Linked DNA regions of Anser cygnoides: regions 1 and 3 are each linked to region 2. The links are chromatin contacts, called in public Hi-C maps. All regions are on one chromosome and are shown on one strand. The core of a region is the stretch at or near the end of the contact, and the rest is flanking DNA. Distances in the headings are between cores, read along the strand shown. Region 1 holds the start of YES1 (YES proto-oncogene 1, Src family tyrosine kinase). Region 2 holds the start of THOC1 (THO complex subunit 1). Region 3 has its middle 21 kb from the start of YES1.

The links. A called contact is a pair of places that touch in the nucleus more often than the background predicts.
Region 1: a Hi-C map of liver shows a contact between it and region 2, with 2.3 times the contacts expected there. The contact joins the promoter of YES1 here to the promoter of THOC1 in region 2. A contact is called at or near these places in 3 of 7 Hi-C or Micro-C datasets (granulosa cells and liver).
Region 3: a Hi-C map of fetal liver shows a contact between it and region 2, with 2.0 times the contacts expected there. The contact joins the enhancer-like site here to the promoter of THOC1 in region 2. A contact is called at or near these places in 5 of 7 Hi-C or Micro-C datasets (fetal liver, granulosa cells and liver).

Annotation. Positions count from the first base shown.
Region 1 is chr2:112,861,939-112,864,638 of Taihu_goose_T2T_genome, reverse strand. It overlaps YES1 (YES proto-oncogene 1, Src family tyrosine kinase), which reads right to left and starts at 1,286. Exons shown (of 12, transcript XM_048057947.2): 1 at 994-1,286.
Region 2 is chr2:113,124,688-113,127,387 of Taihu_goose_T2T_genome, reverse strand. It overlaps THOC1 (THO complex subunit 1), which reads right to left and starts at 1,395. Exons shown (of 21, transcript XM_048057986.2): 1 at 1,242-1,395; 2 at 528-601; 3 at 364-424. The coding sequence starts at 1,289.
Region 3 is chr2:112,841,386-112,844,085 of Taihu_goose_T2T_genome, reverse strand. No RefSeq gene overlaps it. Among named protein-coding and RNA genes, the nearest start is that of YES1, 21 kb to the left of the region's middle. Within about 2 kb of position 1,430, at least 1 of the 3 cell types and tissues checked has open chromatin away from gene starts, as enhancers often do. A contact at or near this core is called in fetal liver, where this site is marked.

The DNA.
Region 1 (2,700 bases), core at 37-2,536, 260 kb after region 2:
AATACAATACACTTTCCTTGGCAACACGTCCTAGGTTTTAAGCTGGGTTTGTCTTAGCCTGCCAGTTAAAGTAAATTCATACAGCTATTTTCTAATTAACAACCAGCCTCTGCCTGGGCTCAAATTCAGCAGGTAGGCCTGAACGAACCTTCTCAGCAATCACGAGGTTCGCTCGTATTCATATCCTACTTTCTCTGACACAAACTGGCTCGTGCCTCTGTAGGCATCCGACATCTGGAAGGGACCATCCTGAAGCAAACGCAGTGAACCCATGCAGGGTGTAAGGCAGGGAGGCAACGCGCTGCTAGCCCTTCGCCTGGAGGGACGCACACATAACTCCACTCACCGCACGCCTGGGGGTCTGCAGCAAGAAAAGTTGCACGCGGTGTCTGCGGGGATGGGGGCCTGTGTGTTTTTAATGCTTTTTTTAAAAAAAAAATTAAAAAAATGTAAGGAACATGAGGAGGTTTGATGAAGTGTTATGACTGAATATTCAAATTAATGACTCAGAAATCTCAAGCAGTCGTGTTCTTGCTAGGTGGAGGGACGCAAACCAGAACACCGAACGAAAAAAAAAATACATACATACATATATATATATATATATATATAAAATAAAACAAGCCGAGGCGCGCACAGCCCCTTCGGAAACCAGTTTCCTGGATCTCGCCCCAAGGCCCCCCCACAGCGACCGCGGCCCCGCTCCGAGCCCTCCCCGGGGGTCCCCGGGGAGCCGCAGCCGGCCCCGGGCCGTGCCTCCTCGCCCCCCCCGGGTGCGGTCCCCCCCAGCCCCGCCGCCTCCCCGCTCGGTGCCCCGGCGGGGCCCGGCAGGAAAGTTGGCGAGAAACTTCGGGCGGAGGAAGGGGTCGCGGCGCGGGGAGAGGCCGGGGGAGGGCGGCCGGGGCCTAGCGCCTCCGCTGCGGCCGCCGCCACCGCCGCCGCCATCGCGGCCGCCTCTCCCCGCGGGGCGGCGGAGCGCGGCCGGGTCCTCACCTGCCTGTCCTCGGCGGCGCCGGTGGGAGAAGGAGGGGGGAGAGGGAAGGAAGCGGGGCCCCCCCCGCTCCTCCCGGAGCCGCGGCGACCCGGGGAGGGAAGGGGGGGAGGAGGGGAAGGGAGGAGGGAAGAGGAGCGGGAGGAGGAGGAGGAGGAGGGAGCCGGGCGCTCCGGTGCGTGCGGGGAGCCGGAGCCTGGCGGCGGGAGGAGGAGACTCCCCGCCCCTACGGCCGGGCTTCTCCGCCGGGCACCGCCGGCCCCTCCTCCGCCTCGCCTCGCCTCGCCTTGCCCGGCCTCGCCTCGCCCGCCGCTGCCTCCGGGCGAGGCTCCCCGCCCGAGTCAGAGGCCGCGGGGAGGAGCCGGGCGGCCCCCACGCCGCGGGATGGCGGCGGCGCGGCCCCCTCCGGCCGAGCCAACATGGTGGCGGCGCTGCCCTGACGGCGGGGAGGCGGGGGGCAGCCGTCCCCGCTCCCCGGGGCGGCCCCCGCGGGCTGGGGTGGGCGTAGGGGGGTCCCCCGGGGTAGCAGGGAGCAGCCCGAGCTCGGCTGGTGCCCCCCCGGCTTCACGCCGGTTCAGGTGTGTGAGCTCCTTCCCCTCCGCCACACCGCCAAGTGGCTCCCAAAAGCCCGGCGAGGCGGGAGCAAGGCTCCCTGAGCTCCCTCATGTTAGGTTTTAAGGGTTTCCCACTGTCCTCTCCCTTAGCTCCGTGGTGTCTGGAGTCATGGGTTTCCCACCAGCCTCAATTCCGGACCCCAGCCTTTCACGCTGAAGAAGTAAAAAGGTTGGGTTTGTGTCGAGGTGGGCTTAAGGAGAAGGGTCACTGCAACGCATCCAGCCTTCCCAATTACGGACTGCAGGAAGAAGGGGAAAAAAAATAACACGAACCACCCGAAGGAGACAAAGTTATTGAAGTTTACGTGGGCAAATTGGTGGTTATCACTCAGAATTATCTTTTATTGCTTTCAGCTCGCTAATAGCAAAATTTGGTGCTGTAATAGTGTTTGTGTCTATTGCATCTTTATTTGGTTCACAGGCTGAATATAAAATGGTAATTGTATTGATCTGCAATGATAATCTAATAGTGTAGTTTTAATCATTAAAGCAAGCAAAACACAAGATCTGTTCTCTAGGCGGGGATGCAAAGTAAAGACGTTTGTAATTTTTAATTTAAGAGAATACATGTATTTGCTTTTACAGGACCATAAATACACTAAGCAGGCAGTTAGCAAAAAGAAAAAAAAAAAAAGGCATTTCAGATTTTGAGGCTCCTTACCATAAATCATATTCATGCAATCCTGTTAGCGTGGTGGAGTTTATCATTTTCCTGCCCTGTCAGGAGCCTAAATCACATTATAAAGAATTGATTTTTAATTTAGAAATCAACAGCGAGTTTTATGAATCGAGCTGGACAGCGAATTACTTAACCGAGGAGTATTTGCGGAGTGGCAGAGGCCTGAGTCTGTCTCTGCTTCCCAGCACTGGTGGGAACACAGTCTGACCTCCAGCATCGGTCGCGTTTGCCTATACACAGGCAAGCACCGCCATGTGGTTAATTTTACATCTCAGTGGTAGAACTTGCATATCTGAAAAAATGACAGCCTCAAGGATGTCGTCATCATTACGCTTCAAAATTACTCGTTTTTGGTAAGAAATGGAGCAGCTTTGGGCTGAAGCTTTATGGTTAGAGGCATGCTGGCTCTTGGCACT
Region 2 (2,700 bases), core at 146-2,645:
TAACAAATATCCCACTCCACCCCACTCTCGCTCGAAGTATAACGCAGAATAATCCATATTTATGAACTCGAATTTTCAGACTAAGCAGACCTACATAAACATTAGAAAGAGCTGATGAAAAAGGCCAAGTCAACCAACACCTCTCAGTATAGGCTGGTATCTGCCAAACACTGCCATTCTGTCCTACCTACCACACTCCTATAATCACCCGTATTAATTACATAACTTTCATATAATTCATGTTTTTTTAATAAACAGTATTTCCCAATACTGCAGTAAGCTGCTGTTAAATTAATATCCTAACTAGTGGATTAAAGTTGGATTTATATCAAGAGATATGCTGTAGCAGTTTGAAGTACTTACTATTTCTTCTTCTACAATAACTCTAAAAGCTTGATCCAAGGTACACTTCTTTTCGTTTTCACTGCAAACACAAACATCCCACATCAGTTAATAACATTATTATTAGGAACACATAAAAATGATCTGAAAATGGGAACCTTTTAAAGCAAGTGGCAGCCACTTACCTCCCAGGAATCTGGTTAAATGCGTTCAGCAGTGGTTTGATAGTTTTGTTATGCAGGGCCTCTCTGGTGGAAGACTATCAAAGTGTAAACAGACAAAAGTTACAAAAGCAGAACAAAACTATAATGTTACCAAGATTGTTTCTGCCAGACCACTTTTTTTTTTTTTTCTGCCACCTGATGGTGGTCAGAAGTGCAAAGGTACCGTGTATTGCACACCATGTATTGATTTACATGTAAATGCACACCACGTATCGATTTACAAAGGAGCCTTTGGAAAGAGTAGGATAAATAACAATAAATATCTAGCAAATTAGTCATGTGAGGTAGCAGATCACGCCTCAAACCAGAGCTAACTATGGGCTGAACGGTGTCAGCGAAGCACAAAGGGGTGCGCTGTGTTGTGCCCGCTGCTGTACCTACAACACTCACAAGCCCCCCACAACCTCACCCTCTCAGCAGGAGGATTTGTGTGGTTTGGGATTCGGTGCAAGCCCCAGCCCCGCTTTTCAAGGCGGGTTATGGGTAGGGTCGTGCCCGCAGGACCTCAGGTGCCCAGCCGGGCCCTCTCCAGAGCCAGGCGCGGCCCCCCGCAGCGCCCCCCTCAGCACGGCCCATCCCAAGATGGCAGCGGCCCCCGGCCGCCGGCCCCCGACCCCCGGTCCCGTCCCGTCCCGTCCCGCCCCCCCGGTGCCGGCCGGCTCCCGCGGCGCTCACGGTGAAGCGGATCCGCGCCTCGGGCAGGCTGAAGAGCGGCGGCGACATGGCTCCGGCCGGCAGCGCTCCGCGGCGCGCCGCGATGACGCGATGGCGGGCGGGCGGCCGTTGGCGGCCGTTGGCGGCCGTTGGCGCGGCGCGGAGGGAGGGCTGCCCGTTTTCCGAGCAGGGGCGGCGTCGGTTGGTTCGGTGCTGCTCATTCCTGCCCTCATGATGGAAGAAATGCTGCCCGTTTTCATACCCTGTTTAAGTTGCTGAGTTGGTCCGAGCCGTATATGCCTAACCAGACCGTTGCTTTTCTCTCCTCTTAGCTCTCCTTTATTAATCACCTTCTTTGCTTTTATTTTTTAAATCACTAGGGCAGTGTGAGGAGATCAGGTCAGTACCGAAGCCCTGAGCGCCTTGGTCTCTCACCTCGCCCTTCACCACGAGTGCCTCTGGCAGCTGCCAGATCCCTGAAGGCAGCCTGCTCTGCGGCGATGTCCCTCGCTCATCAGGAGCCTCAGAAAACATTTTGCTACATTTTCCTTTTCTGTTTCTCTGTTTCTTTCCTTGTGCACAGTAAAGGACACAAACGGTCTGGCCTGTGTTTTAATTTGTGTTTCTTTGGCTTGTCCAGGTGGAAGGGAAAGACCTCCGTCTAGCAGCTCTGAAGACCTCTGCTTCTTCTGCCTGCCAGTTTCAATACCAGTTCCCTATTTTTAACATTTCTCCGTTGTTATTTCAACAACACAACAAACCATATATTCTTTTTTATGCCCAGAAAATCAGTGTACTATTCATACAGCATATAGCTCAGTAGGTCTTGACATGGACGTGGAAAAGTTCTATTACCGATATAATTAACATATTAGAACACACTGGCTTACAGATCTTCTAAATGTTTCTCAGAAAGCATGAGTGTCTGAGAACGAAAGTGTCACAGTTACTGAACTTTGATATTACTTTGAACTTTGAGGGTGGTGAGGCACTGGCACAGGCTGCCCAGAGAAGCTGTGGATGCCCCATCCCTGGAGGTGTTCAAGGCCAGGCTGGATGGGGCTTTGGGCAGCCTGGTCTGGTGGGAGGTGTCCCTGCCCATGGCAGGGGGGTTGGAACTGGGTGATCTTTGAGGTCCCTTCCAACCCAAACCATTCTAATTATATAATTATAATTATAATAATTCAGACAACCCAAAGAAAGCAGAGCCCCAGTGCAGTTTCCCAGGTCTCCAAAGCACACAGTCCGGTATCTGGCTGAAAAGCACAGGTGCTGCCCAATCCTTTTGTGTAGGTAGGAAAAACTAAAATACCAATTTTTTCTGCTATTGGAAAATACAAGTAATTATTTGCATTTTATTAATATTAATTACATTTACTATTCTAAAATCAAATATTAAAAACTCCTCAAAGATCATCTGGAAGTGTTTTATTGTGTGGCTCGTTCGTCTTTCTGCCGGCAGAGGGAAGCGTTTGCCCAG
Region 3 (2,700 bases), core at 181-2,680, 280 kb after region 2:
TATGCTATCCAACAGAAAATAAGCCAAAGCCTGAAGGCTTTTCTTTAATTTCATCCCATGTGGCTGTCGGCCATGGTCTTCCTTCTAGCCAGCATTAACACTGGGATGGCCTAATGCATCAGGAAGACATATTCACACCTCATCCTTGTCTACCCAGCCACAGATGGTTCCACATCAATACTGGACCTTCCAAGGACTCCCTATAAACTGTGAGAAGGGAATTCCCATGTCTCAGAAATGCCTGTAGGTGCTGCAGGGAGGCAGGCTCATCAGAACAGAGCAGACACAACGTATTACTCTGATGTAAAAACTGAGAGGTAGCTCTGTGCCATTGCTGTTGCTGGCTGGATTGGGACTGAACACAGGAGGAACATCCCAATGGCAGCTACCAACAGTCCAAACCACCTTCTTTCCGTCCTTTTCCTGGCTCTTTGTAGAATGGGTATCATTTTTTTCAGTACAGAATCTTCTTTGTTAAGTGAAATAGTCTCTGTGAGAGTAAAATTGTCCCTTTCTTGGTCTTCTATAGGGAACACTAGCAATAGAGGAAAAAAAAAGCTTAAAAGCCATATAACATTTGCAAAAGTGATGTTTAAATAAATAATAATAATAAAAAACTCTTTAAAACAAATTAATTGTGTTTACTCTTAACACTGGAAAATATTGTTTGTGACTTAAATACAAAAGCTATGCCTGCTGTCAAGGTGTTGAATTTTGTGCTTTGGTCATAATACCAGCAAAGTGAACAGAGAAACACAATGCTCCATGTAAAATGGTATTATAACCAGTGCAATTTAGGTATTCATACTGCAGTTGATCACCTCAGGGCAAGCCTGGCTTCAATCAAGGCAAGAAAGTAGGTTTGCAGCTATGCTGCTACATCAGTTTAAAAATCCATAATATAGATATGTTCTTTTCTGCACTGCTACAGCCTCTAATAAGGTATATCAACTCACTTGGTTTCTGTGCTACACAGCGATATGGATGTAAGACAAATATGAAAGACAAATATCATATAGTAATTAAGTGAAATAACAATGCTCCCTTCTTCACACTAGTAATTAAAGTGCAAAATAATATTTTGTAAGTATTTACATATAAATACTGTAAGCTACAATACTGACTGACTTTTGATTCTAAACGGACATTAGAGACTGGTAGCAGATAATGCTAATCCTGATCAAACAATTAGCTTATCTCTTCCTCTTGCCTGATAAGGGGAGGGTAGCCAAGATTGGTGTGGAAAGCTTGACACTGTCAGCTCTATTATTTCCCACCCTACTCAGTAAGAAAGCTGTAGTTTAAGTTAAACCTGCTTGCCACTTGATTCTGAGCATGTTTGTCTGCAGGGAGCCTGGCACCAGCTTTTGAGCTACCCAGCCTCCAAGCTGCCTGTGAACTCTTTGTTTATGTTTGAAGGGCAAGTCAACAGTGCTGATAATATGCAGATAAAGAATTCAGTTGTCATCCACAGCGGGCAATTTAGTATTGCCCTGTATACCAGAGAATAAGAGCAAAGGCATGAAACAAGTAGCAGTTCTGGTTTCAGAAAAGTGTTGAACTGAAATTCTAGTCACACTAAAGATCCCTTTGAAACAAGATGAAGGGGGAAAAAAAGCTCATAGTCCAGTTCAGAACAGACACTTGATTAGGCACAGCTCCTAATTAAGCTGTGAAACTTGTTCACATATCTAATGGAAGTCAAAGGTATAAAACAGTTCAAAATGCAATTAGACACATTCACAGGGAAAAGTCAAACAAGGACAGAACATCAGAAGGAGGATACACTTAAAATCTCAATAATTCCTTAAGCCACAGATACCCAGAAGCTGTAAGTATGTGAGGAGAAATCATCAATATATGTGTGCCCTGTTCTTGTATTCTTTCCCAAGCTTCTGGTAGCAGCTGCTGTTTGAGATAGGCAAGCAGGTTTGATGGACCACTGGTCTGAGATGGTACAGCAGTTTTTACACTCTTACATCCCCAGCTGTGCTCTCTACAGCTCTGAGGTGCTCTAGTCCCAGGAGCTTCAGTCTGTGTCACCTATGTTGCAGACAGACACCTCCAATGTGGGGCTGTGTGCATTTTGAACAAGTATTCGGTAGAATGTTTTTCATAAGGAAATACAGAAAGTAATGGCATCTATAAAGTCTCGTACAGTTCCTCCATTATCTGTACAAACAAATACCAGAGTACTCCAGGAAAATCAGAATAGGGTCCCAAACTTATGGCGCAGCAGATTGCTATTAGTCTCGGCTATTAGTGTTTCTGCAATAAATTCATCCCTCCAAAGCTTTGCCTTAGAGTAGGGGAAAGCCTAGATTTTGACAGCTGTCATTTTGTCTGGAGGATTCCCTACACAGTTTAATTGCAAACACACCTGATATTTAATTTCAAACACATATTCAACAGCTATCATGTGAGTACCATGCAATTTCTGCACAGAGCTTTTCTAACAAGAGACTCATTGCTAAGGTAGCATTGGTACTGCCAAAACTGAAGGCCTGGAGCCATGTAGATTGTACTAATCTCAGTGAAAGTTCAGTTTATGAGTTTACATCTATTAATACTAACCAAACTGTGAATCTGAAAGTGGAAAAAATTCAAAGTACATACTCTGCAAAGCAACAACAATATTGTATGCATTATGTCAGTATAGAAGAGAACCCAGTTGATTATTGATATTTTGCCTGAAGAAGA